Regions from separate parts of the Sus scrofa genome. Here regions 1 and 3 are each linked to region 2. A link is a contact called in public Hi-C data. All regions are on one chromosome and are shown on one strand. The core of a region is the stretch at or near the end of the contact, and the rest is flanking DNA. Distances in the headings are between cores, read along the strand shown. Region 1 overlaps C10H9orf3 (aminopeptidase O). Region 2 overlaps C10H9orf3 (aminopeptidase O). Region 3 overlaps C10H9orf3 (aminopeptidase O).

The links. A called contact is a pair of places that touch in the nucleus more often than the background predicts.
Region 1: a Hi-C map of embryonic fibroblasts shows a contact between it and region 2, with 4 times the contacts expected there. The contact joins two enhancer-like sites. A contact is called at or near these places in 1 of 5 promoter capture datasets (liver), 6 of 47 Hi-C or Micro-C datasets (adipocytes, embryonic fibroblasts, fibroblasts and 2 more) and 2 of 2 datasets of contacts at active chromatin or transcription factors (alveolar macrophages and skeletal muscle).
Region 3: a contact with region 2 is called in a Hi-C map of embryonic fibroblasts, with 2.5 times the contacts expected there. The contact joins two enhancer-like sites. A contact is called at or near these places in 4 of 47 Hi-C or Micro-C datasets (embryonic fibroblasts, epiblast stem cells, fibroblasts and 1 more) and 1 of 2 datasets of contacts at active chromatin or transcription factors (alveolar macrophages).

Annotation. Positions count from the first base shown.
Region 1 is chr10:27,304,742-27,307,748 of Sscrofa11.1, forward strand. The region is part of intron 5 of C10H9orf3 (aminopeptidase O); the gene reads right to left. Among named protein-coding and RNA genes, the nearest start is that of C10H9orf3, 170 kb to the right of the region's middle. Within about 2 kb of position 1,635, at least 17 of the 83 cell types and tissues checked have an H3K27ac peak or open chromatin away from gene starts, as enhancers often do. A contact at or near this core is called in alveolar macrophages, embryonic fibroblasts and skeletal muscle, where this site is marked.
Region 2 is chr10:27,238,514-27,241,722 of Sscrofa11.1, forward strand. It overlaps C10H9orf3 (aminopeptidase O), which reads right to left. Exons shown (of 19, transcript XR_002336299.1): 7 at 2,300-2,406. Among named protein-coding and RNA genes, the nearest start is that of MIR23B, 160 kb to the left of the region's middle. Within about 2 kb of position 1,603, at least 51 of the 83 cell types and tissues checked have an H3K27ac peak or open chromatin away from gene starts, as enhancers often do. A contact at or near this core is called in alveolar macrophages, embryonic fibroblasts and skeletal muscle, where this site is marked.
Region 3 is chr10:27,114,646-27,117,577 of Sscrofa11.1, forward strand. All of the region lies in intron 14 of C10H9orf3 (aminopeptidase O), which reads right to left. Among named protein-coding and RNA genes, the nearest start is that of MIR23B, 36 kb to the left of the region's middle. Within about 2 kb of position 1,551, at least 33 of the 83 cell types and tissues checked have an H3K27ac peak or open chromatin away from gene starts, as enhancers often do. A contact at or near this core is called in alveolar macrophages and embryonic fibroblasts, where this site is marked.

The DNA of each region.
Region 1 (3,007 bases), core at 385-2,884, 66 kb after region 2:
TTTTCTTTGGATCATCTATACCTCTGCTCTCCCCCTCTGTTTATTTGTGTTATAACTCACTGCCCCTGGATGTATTTCCTGTTCTTGTTGCTGCTCCTGGCCTCTGGGTACCTTGATGACAAATTCTCCTGTCTTGTTACTTAACCTCCCTGTAAAAGACCTTAATCATGTGGCAAGTGAGACACCTCTCTGGAAGTTTCCCTGGCTGCTCCAACTTCCAGTGATTTTTATTTCCCTTAAAGTTCTGTGGCACCAGTGATGGGTACCACACAATTAGCATTTTATTCCGGTTTGTTAATCTTTCAAGTCCTTTCTTTCCAATGGAGTAGGCAGCTACTTAAGGACATGGAACTTTATATCTAAGTCTTAAAAAAAATGTGCCATATAAACTTAACAAATCGTGACTTATTGAGGTGTGTGGTGGAACAGCTCAAGGAAATAAATTAGAGCCTCATTTGGGGATAATAGGATTTGAAGTTAAATAAGCTTTAGATATCTAAGCTTTTTTTACTCAAGAATATAGGAGACACACAGGAATAAGATGCTAACTAATGAATAAAGAACTTTTGCCTCAAAGAAGCATTTCTATTGCTTCATTAGTTAGAGACCCAATAGTATGTGGAAGTAAGGTTTCAAAATTCCTCCTTCGGATTCTGAGTATATGAACTCACGAGCTGTGGGTGTGAGACCACTTCTGCCATAAATTTTCTGAGTAACCATGAGTACAGCAACCTTTCTTGGCTTCAGTTTCTTCCTCTATCAAATGATGGAGCTGGACAGATGACCTTTAAAAACCAAATAACAATAACAAACAAAAAAGACTAAAGAATGAGTGGTATCCTCGTTTAGATCGTTACCAGGAAATGTGATTCTTTGCCCTGCCATAAATCTATTTTAAACACATGCCTCACGTGGAGGCTCACTCATTCAACTATCCAGAGAAATGTCATCTAAATGAGACCCAGAGAAGAAAAGAAGAAAATCGAAATGGAAATTCTAGGTACGACTTTTATTGTCATGAGAACCAATTTACTTCCCACGGTTATCTTGTTGGATGATAAAAAAATAGTAGGGAAAAGCTTCAACCTGTCATCTTTCTCTTTCTTGCTTTTTTTTTTTTTCAGCCTGCGCCTGCAGCATATGGAAGTTCCTAGGCTAGGGGTCAAAGTGGAGCTGCAGATACCAGCCTACACCACAGCTCACAGCAATGCCAGATCTGAGCTGCATCTGCAACCTACACCACAGCTCACGGCAATGCCCGATCCTTAACCCACTGAATGAGAATGGGGATCAAATCCGTGTCCTCATGGGTACTAGTCGGGTTCTTAACCTCCTGAGCCACAACGGGAACGCCCAACCTGTCATATTTCTCATTATTCTAGGAGTACAAGACAGGGGAAAAAACTGATCTGCAGTACCAGTAAATATCAAATAGGTAAAATACTTTTAAATCTGGAATGATAAGAGCAATACAAGGTTGCAGAAATTCAAGTGTGCTGGAATGCCAATTTGACACTCTGTTGTTAGTTAAAACAGCACATGCCAGAGCTACTTTCTTAAATCAAGCCATCTCTGTGGTAAGGGAAAACGGATCAAAATATCAAGGCAAGCATGCCATTGGCTTGAGGTATGTGTCAGATTTATTGTGGCCCAGAAGATTAAAATCAGCCAGCATTAAGGAGGGTGTGTATGTGTCTCTATTCAGATGTCAGGAAGTCTGAAAATTATGCCACCAACCCAAAGAGGTTCCTGGGCTGATGATAAATAAAGGACACATTTAAAACAGAAAGGCTGAACAGCAGCCAAGGCCTGAAGATAAAGCAATCACGGGAGTCGTGGCATTACCTGTACCTATGGTTAAGAGGGCAAAACTAAAGATAGCCACATGGGTCAAGGTCGTGTGAAAGGACTATAATGAGAGTGAGGAGAAAGGCTGCTGACACAGGCTCAAAAATATGGTGTCGGGGTGGGGCCTCGGAATGCACTCCAGGGTACAAACCTTTTTAGAGAATGGAATGGGGAGTGACGCCCGTGTTTCGGGAGAGCAGTGGGGGGGACGGCCGAGAGAGAGATGGAGAGAAAGACCACGTGAGAAAGGACACCCCCCTCACGGCCGGGGGAGTGGATGCTGGCTCAGCCCAATAGAGCAGAGAGAGGGGTCGGGGATGGCCCAACCACCCTTCACAAGGCCAGCCAGCCACAGACAGACCTCAAGGAGGGCAGTGATCCTTTTGAGAACCAAGGCGGGTCTGTAAAAACCCAAATCATGGTGACTTTTTAGTTTTTTTGGCTCTTCCTTTGAAACCACAGAACCACGAACATTCTACTTCTTTGCCCACTGAGCTGACCCACATCCAATTTACATATTCCCTCTCCACAAAAGTTGCAGCATCCATCCAGTCGCCCCCCGGTGCCAGGCACCAGTGAGGAGTTTGGCCTAAGGCAAGGCTGGGGTGCTGCTCTACTGCGGCATCAGCAAGCTTAGTTTGCAGGCGCGTGTAAAGAGCCCCGAGTCTGTGGCCGCACTGGGGTCCAATCCCAGCCCCACTGCCCATTACCAATTCTGGGACTTTGAGGGAACTCTCTTAATGTCTTTGAACTTTTCTCGTGTAACAAAACGATAAAAAAAACATCTGTTTTTCAGGGTCGTTGTGAGGGCCGAGTGGGATCTGAATATATGAAAGGCACTTGGCCTGTGCTGAGCATGTGATTGGCATTCTAGAAAAGGAAGTTATTATTAGGTCTCTGCACTCCCCCCACCCCCCGCCGCCCCCAAAAATGTTCTGACCATTCCTTTTCCCTTTTTTCTTTTAAAGTGACAACCTTAATCCATTCCCTTGCCCAAGTGCCAAGTACCTTCATGTAGTCCCATCTTTTTTATTAGAGAAATCAATTTGCTTATGTCACTCATATCAAAGGGTGACTCTAAAAAGCAATGCATGTAATGGGATTGGGCAATGATTATATAAAGGACTAATGTGTGGAGAGAGATTCCCAGAAGACAGAC
Region 2 (3,209 bases), core at 353-2,852:
CACAGTCCACACCCAGTGTCTCTGCTTCCTGATCTCCCCTCACTCGTCACTTCGATCTAGCTCCCTTCTCCACAACTCATGAATACATGCATGCCCGTCAAGGTCACCAGCATCCTTTGCAGGGCCCACACTCACTCCAGGGCCCCTTCTCTCCCTCCCCGTCCCACGGCCCTCGGCAGCATCCAACATCCCATTCCCATCTTCTTGACTCACTTTCTTTTCTTTCTTTTCTTTTCTTTTTTTTTAATTGTTATTTTCCCAATACAATTTTTGACTCACTCCCTTTCCTGACTTCCAGGACTCCTGGCACCTGGGTTCTCTCTGCACTGATTTCCCCAGCTCCTCCGCTGGCTCCGCCTCTTCCTCCCAACCTCTTCTCCCACCTTCTTCTTTCCCAGTGATTTTACCAGGCTTGGGATTGTCAGTAGCCATAGGCTGAATGTCCCCATTTTTTCCAGTGAGCTCCTGACTTGTAAACCCCACTGAGTTCTCAATAGTTGAGTATCTATTTGGCACGTCAACCTTAACACATGCCGAATGGGAATCTTGATTCTTCCCTCCAAAGCCTGCTCCACCCGGAGTCTGTACCATCTCACCACATGGCACCGCCATCTGTCTGCCCAGCTGCTCAAGTCAAAAGCCTAGAAGTCATTCTGGACACTTTCAGTTGCCTCCTCTCCACACTCAATAGACCAAAGACCTGCCAGTCCCACTGCCAAAACTTGTCTTAAATAGGTTGGCTTCTCGTGTCTGTCCTGTGACCAGCAGGACTGGAAGCGTGACCGTCTACTGCCACGTTCTAACCCATCTCCTTGCTTTTTGTCTGCTGCCCGCAGAGCAGGGATCCTTCCCTGCTGAAGGCCCTGGGCGGCTTCCAGTTGCACTTGGGGGAAGGCTGGAAGCTCCAGCGCCTGCCTGCCTCTCCCTGCTCTTCCTACCACGCTGCCCTCCTCTCTGTCCCTCCAGCACCAGCATGCCAAGCCGTGTGCCTCCTGCCTTAAGGCCTTGGTGCTCTACAGAGAGGCATCCTCCTTGCTGTCAATCTCTGTGCTCCCTTCACACCGCTTCTTACCACCTGTCACTAGCCGTGCATGCAAGAGGGGCCCAACTGACCGCGAGTTGCATGAGAGCAGGGACCCTGTGCACGCTGGCCGTGGGTGTGGCCATCCCGCTGGCTGAGTGACCGGATGTGTGAACAGTGGCGCTGGGTGGGGCAGGCAGGGCTCCTGGCTCTGGCTTTCCTAAACAATGGATGAGTCAGCCACAGCAGCAGTTAGCGTGAGAGGGGGGACTTCTTCGTGGGAAGAGCGGCCACACCCTGGCTGCCGGGCAGCACAGAAGGACTGGTCGGCCTCGCTGGGGTCAGGCTGGGCCCGCATTTCCCTCAGACTCCAGCCTTAGGGGGAAGCCACCTCTGTGTGTGTGTGTGTGTGTGTGTGTGTGTTGCAGGGGGGTGTTGTTTATTAAAAATAAACAACAGAAGCAAAATCCATGCAGGCGGGCTTCTGCCCAGGAATTGGCCTTCAGGACAGCCATCTAAAAAGAGGGGTGACTCCTGGATGGCCGCCTTCCCACCTGTCTGACCACCGAGTCCAAAGGCTGGGCTCCAAGCAAGAGGGGGCAGGAGGGAAGCTTCTGTTGCCATGGCAACTGCAGTGCTCCTGGGGCCTAGGCTTGAGGTTTCAGATAAACAACTATTTAGAGACCTGACGAGAAGGAGCAAACAGAGGAACCAAAAAAAAAAGAAAAAAAAAATGGCAAGAAGTAATCCTTAACAAGTGCTGCAGGACACACTCAGAAAATAAAACACAGGAGCTGAGAGCAGAATCCTCCCACCAGCACAGGAGTGGCCTCCTGCGGGGCTGCATCCGGAACAAAAGGCCCCATTGACACAAACATCTGTTACTACTAAACACTTAGGAATCAATATTTTCCTAAAGGTTTTTTTTCTTCCCCCCACCCCGTTTGGCTTTCAAGGGTTACTGTCTGCCAGGCTACCGGACTTTAACCTTCTCCAAGTCCGCAGCCACCACACAGAGTGACTATTACGACCTCAAGTGAAGAATGTGGTCCCGGAAACGGCCCCGTGCTTTTTTTTTTTCCTGAATAGACACCCAGGGAAAATGTCAGAAGGCAAATCCAAACCCACACCCTGAACGACTTAAAACATAACAATCCTGTCCCTGGGAGGATGAGTAATCCAGCCCAATTTAATTTTAAAAGGAAACAGCCGATTTAAGGAGATGGCCTGGATGAGGCTTGAAGGAAAGGAGGGGGGCGGGATCACGTGATGCTTTACCTCAACACCTGCATCTCCTCAGGGGAGCTCCGCACCTCGTCCCGGAGGCGACGCCAGCGCAGGCAAGCCCTCAGCTCCTGCTGCTCCTGGGCCTCGTGGGGGGCCAGCTGCTTAGACCACAGACACACAGACACATATGCACAAAACACAGTCACTGTTGTCCTCACGCAGGGTCAGAGCCGTCCCATGGAGCGGAGAGTTTTGGTTTTTTTGCAGGCGAAGAGGGGGTTGGGGGCGTCGGTGGCACAGAGGCCCCTGCCTTGCCTTGTGCCCTAGTAGTAGAGGGGTCAGAGGGCCTCTGAGGTCCGCAAACGTAGAACCAGCCCTCACCCCCCCAACCCCCGGGCCTTTTTGGGAGGCGCACACCGCCCCCCCCTCCTGGAACCTCCCCCACAACCCTACCCCCCCCAAGCCCCCACCCTCACCCTGTCCTGGAACCTCCCCTCCCACCCACACCCCTACCCACTTGGGAGAGAGAGAGAGCGAGCCTGTGAGCAGGCCTCCCCAGGGGGCCGTTTGCACTCTGGTTCCACCCAGCCCCTTCCTGCTTTGTCCTGCATCGGGTGGGAAAGGCCCCCTCCATTTACCTCCTATTCTCCCCAGCCCTCAGTTTGTCAGGGCTGTTTACAGTGGAGCCGGCTAATGTGACCCAGATGATTCTGTTTGCATAGAAGCAGAAAGGCCGAGCTGCCTGGACGCAGGCTTGGGGAAAGAGACGGCCTTGCTCCCTGCCCTGCTGGTCAGAATGGGCTGCCCTCCTCCACGTGCTCTTGAGGCCCCCACGGCTGTACCCTCCACAGGGGAGGGCAGCAGCGTGCCCACTGGGGAGGGAAAGGGCTGCATCCACAGGCATTTCTGGAAATTAAAGCTCCCTAATAGTTCCCTTGACAGTTACTTACTGATGCTCCGC
Region 3 (2,932 bases), core at 301-2,800, 120 kb before region 2:
GATACAGGAGCAGGAAATCTGAAATTCGGCCTCATTTGTTGCTCCCACAGAAAAACTTTGTAATTTCAAATACTTCAATAAACAGAGATTAGTCTTCAAAAATGCAAAACATACTTATTAACCATGGACCTAAAACTTAGAGATCTAAAATCCCAGCAGGTCTGAGACCTATCAAAACCCTTTCATAGGTGTTAGTATGAAGGAGATTAAACTGAAGATCTGTGATCTAGTAGCAATCTAAAATCTCAATTACTGCAAGTTATTCCTAATAGACTCCTAAAGAAATTTCATTAAACTGCCATTAAGTTTTAGCGTTTTGATTCCTCTTTTATATGCCTTTATGTATGTATAAATGTATAACATCTCAAAAAAGAAAAATTCAGAATTATTTTATGAACATAATACATTTTAATAGCACAGAACTTTTCAAAATTGCAAGAAATGTTTAAGCATTTCTAAGTTTTTGAATTGTTTATCCATTTTAACGAAAGATAATCAGTCTATAGAAAACCAAACTGTCCCTCCTCTCAGTACCCAGATTATCTGCTTTATAAATTAACTTGGAACTTATGTTAAAAAGAAAAAGAAAAAAAAAGAGGTAAGCAATGAACAGTTTTCTTTGTGTAGGTTTTAAGAAATTTTTCTTATGTAATTAAAAAAAAACTTTAAGAGTTTACTCTCCACATTTTAACAGAATTTCTTCAACCGCGCTTTTAATCAAAGTCACAACATACCAATTATAATATATTCTATTCCAAAATGAAGCCTGATTTATAACAGATTAATCTGAAAAAAAGAAAAAAAAAGTGAGCACTGATGCCTTCAAAGTGAAAAGTGGACACACAGATTTTTCAATTACTAAATGCCACCTCAGAGGCTGAGAACCACTTTCCTACTAACTTCACAACGTAGGGTCTCATCTCATAACTTTGTAAGTAATAGTTACCTTTGAGAGAGAAATAAAACATGAACAGGCTGCTCCCTCCAGGGCTACCCAAACAAACTTCTCTTTAGAGTCAAAGCTAAAAACACTGCTTCTTTTACTGTCTGTGGTTAGCTGTCCAGCACTTGGTCGACGTTTCCATCTAAGAATGTTTGCACCGAATTGAGACCCAAGACCAGGACCCCTCTAGGTGAGCGCACACAAAGAGGAAGGAGAAGAGTTCTCTAGAGAAGAGAGCTAACCTCAAGAACCTTTCTAAAGAAGGCTCTAGTCTGAAGAGGTCATCTGTGACTCTTTCTCTGGATTTGTCCTTTAAGTACTAAGCTTTCTTGAGCACATCAGAACGTATTTGTTTTCCTGACTTTTCTTCCTTGAAGATTTGGGAAATACACAAAAAATTACGATACCGACGCCCATGACCTGAAATGCACTCAAAGTTTAAAAACGTCTAGTACAAAGGCATGAAAAGGAAGGCAAGAGCCCATGTATAGTATTTTTGAAGGCAACTAGAATTCCCATTCACATCCAATGATACCACCACGGGAGTGGGGATGCAAATCCACAGAATGGGCTGTTAAGCCGGGAGCAGAGGAGGATAGGATTATGAAGCAGAACGAATACGAGAGACCCAAATTGGCTTTCTTTCCCGCCAAGCTCATTTGGTGGAGAGACGGAAAGTTAAAAAGAGGAAAATGAGAAGGGATTTGGTAGACGGAGAAGAAACCACCTTCATTCTCCTAACGAGCACCAGCTGACGGCCCTGGGCACCCGCAGCTGTCAGACGGGCCAGCCCGACCTGGAGGGGGGAGGGAGGGGGGGACGGAGGAAAAAGTCCGACTTACTGAGGCTCCCGTCTGGGCGCGGGCCGGAGCCTGGAGTCCTCGCGGATCGGTCCCGGGCGCCGGCTGATATCCGCAGCGGCCGCCGTGCGCGCCGCCTCCTCTTCACGGGCCAATCCCCGGAGAGGCCGTCGCCGCCGCGCCGCGCCCCGCCCCGCCCCGCCCGCTCCGCGCGCCCCGTCGGGCCGGGTTCCCACCGCGCGGCGCCCCTTCGCGGCCACGCCCCTGGCCCCCACCCCGCCCCGCCAGTCAGCTCCCACCCAGTAATTACTCTAATTAGAAGTTTTAGTCTCAGCAGTTAAACAATGTCCAAACCAGTCCCAACACAGCCTGCAATTCAAATGGCTTTGAGAACAAAGGCAATCAGAGCTGCAACAATTTTTCCTCTAATTTATAGAATGTGAAGACTTTCTCTCGTAACTCACTGTACTTTAGGGAAAAAAAAAGTTTAAACTCCAGCGTACGTGCCATTTCACCATGATATCAGCATCTCTATGGAAAAACACCAGCCTATACTAGCTACAACAAAGAAAAAAAAGAAAAATCACTGTTATGAAAAAATGAATATTAAATGCATGAGTTTAGTGCCTCCTGCAGAACTGTCACAAATGTTCCTGGATCACCTGGTGAAAGGGTGAAAGATGTACGAAGATATGGGAGGGCTGTTTTCTTTACAGTGTACAGATTATGCCAATAAAAGGGCAACAAACCACCCAGGGCATCTTTCTAGTAATTAATCTGCATAATTCTTAATTAGTACTGGTTGAAGTGATCAGGCCTATTTTCCCCAGAAATTTATAATAGCCCATTCACAATTCTGAGTATGAGTCTCTTCAGTCTAGTTTCAGATGAACAGGGGGTATTTCAGGATGAGTAAAATTATAACCATGAAATATGTGCTTAGAAAAATAAAACACCAGAAACAACAAAAAAAGCCCTTTATTTTCCAGTACTGGTTTAATCTCTAAAGCAATCTGCATCCATTTTAGAATTACTAAACAATTTATGGCATGTGAAAGATTAAAAACAAAACCAAAGAAACACAGGCAATGAACTAGTGGAGTAGAAAAATAATAAAATAACCACTACAAAAACACTGAATAAAATAGGTTATATGACTCATGTCTTCCCCTTTCAATATATATTTTTC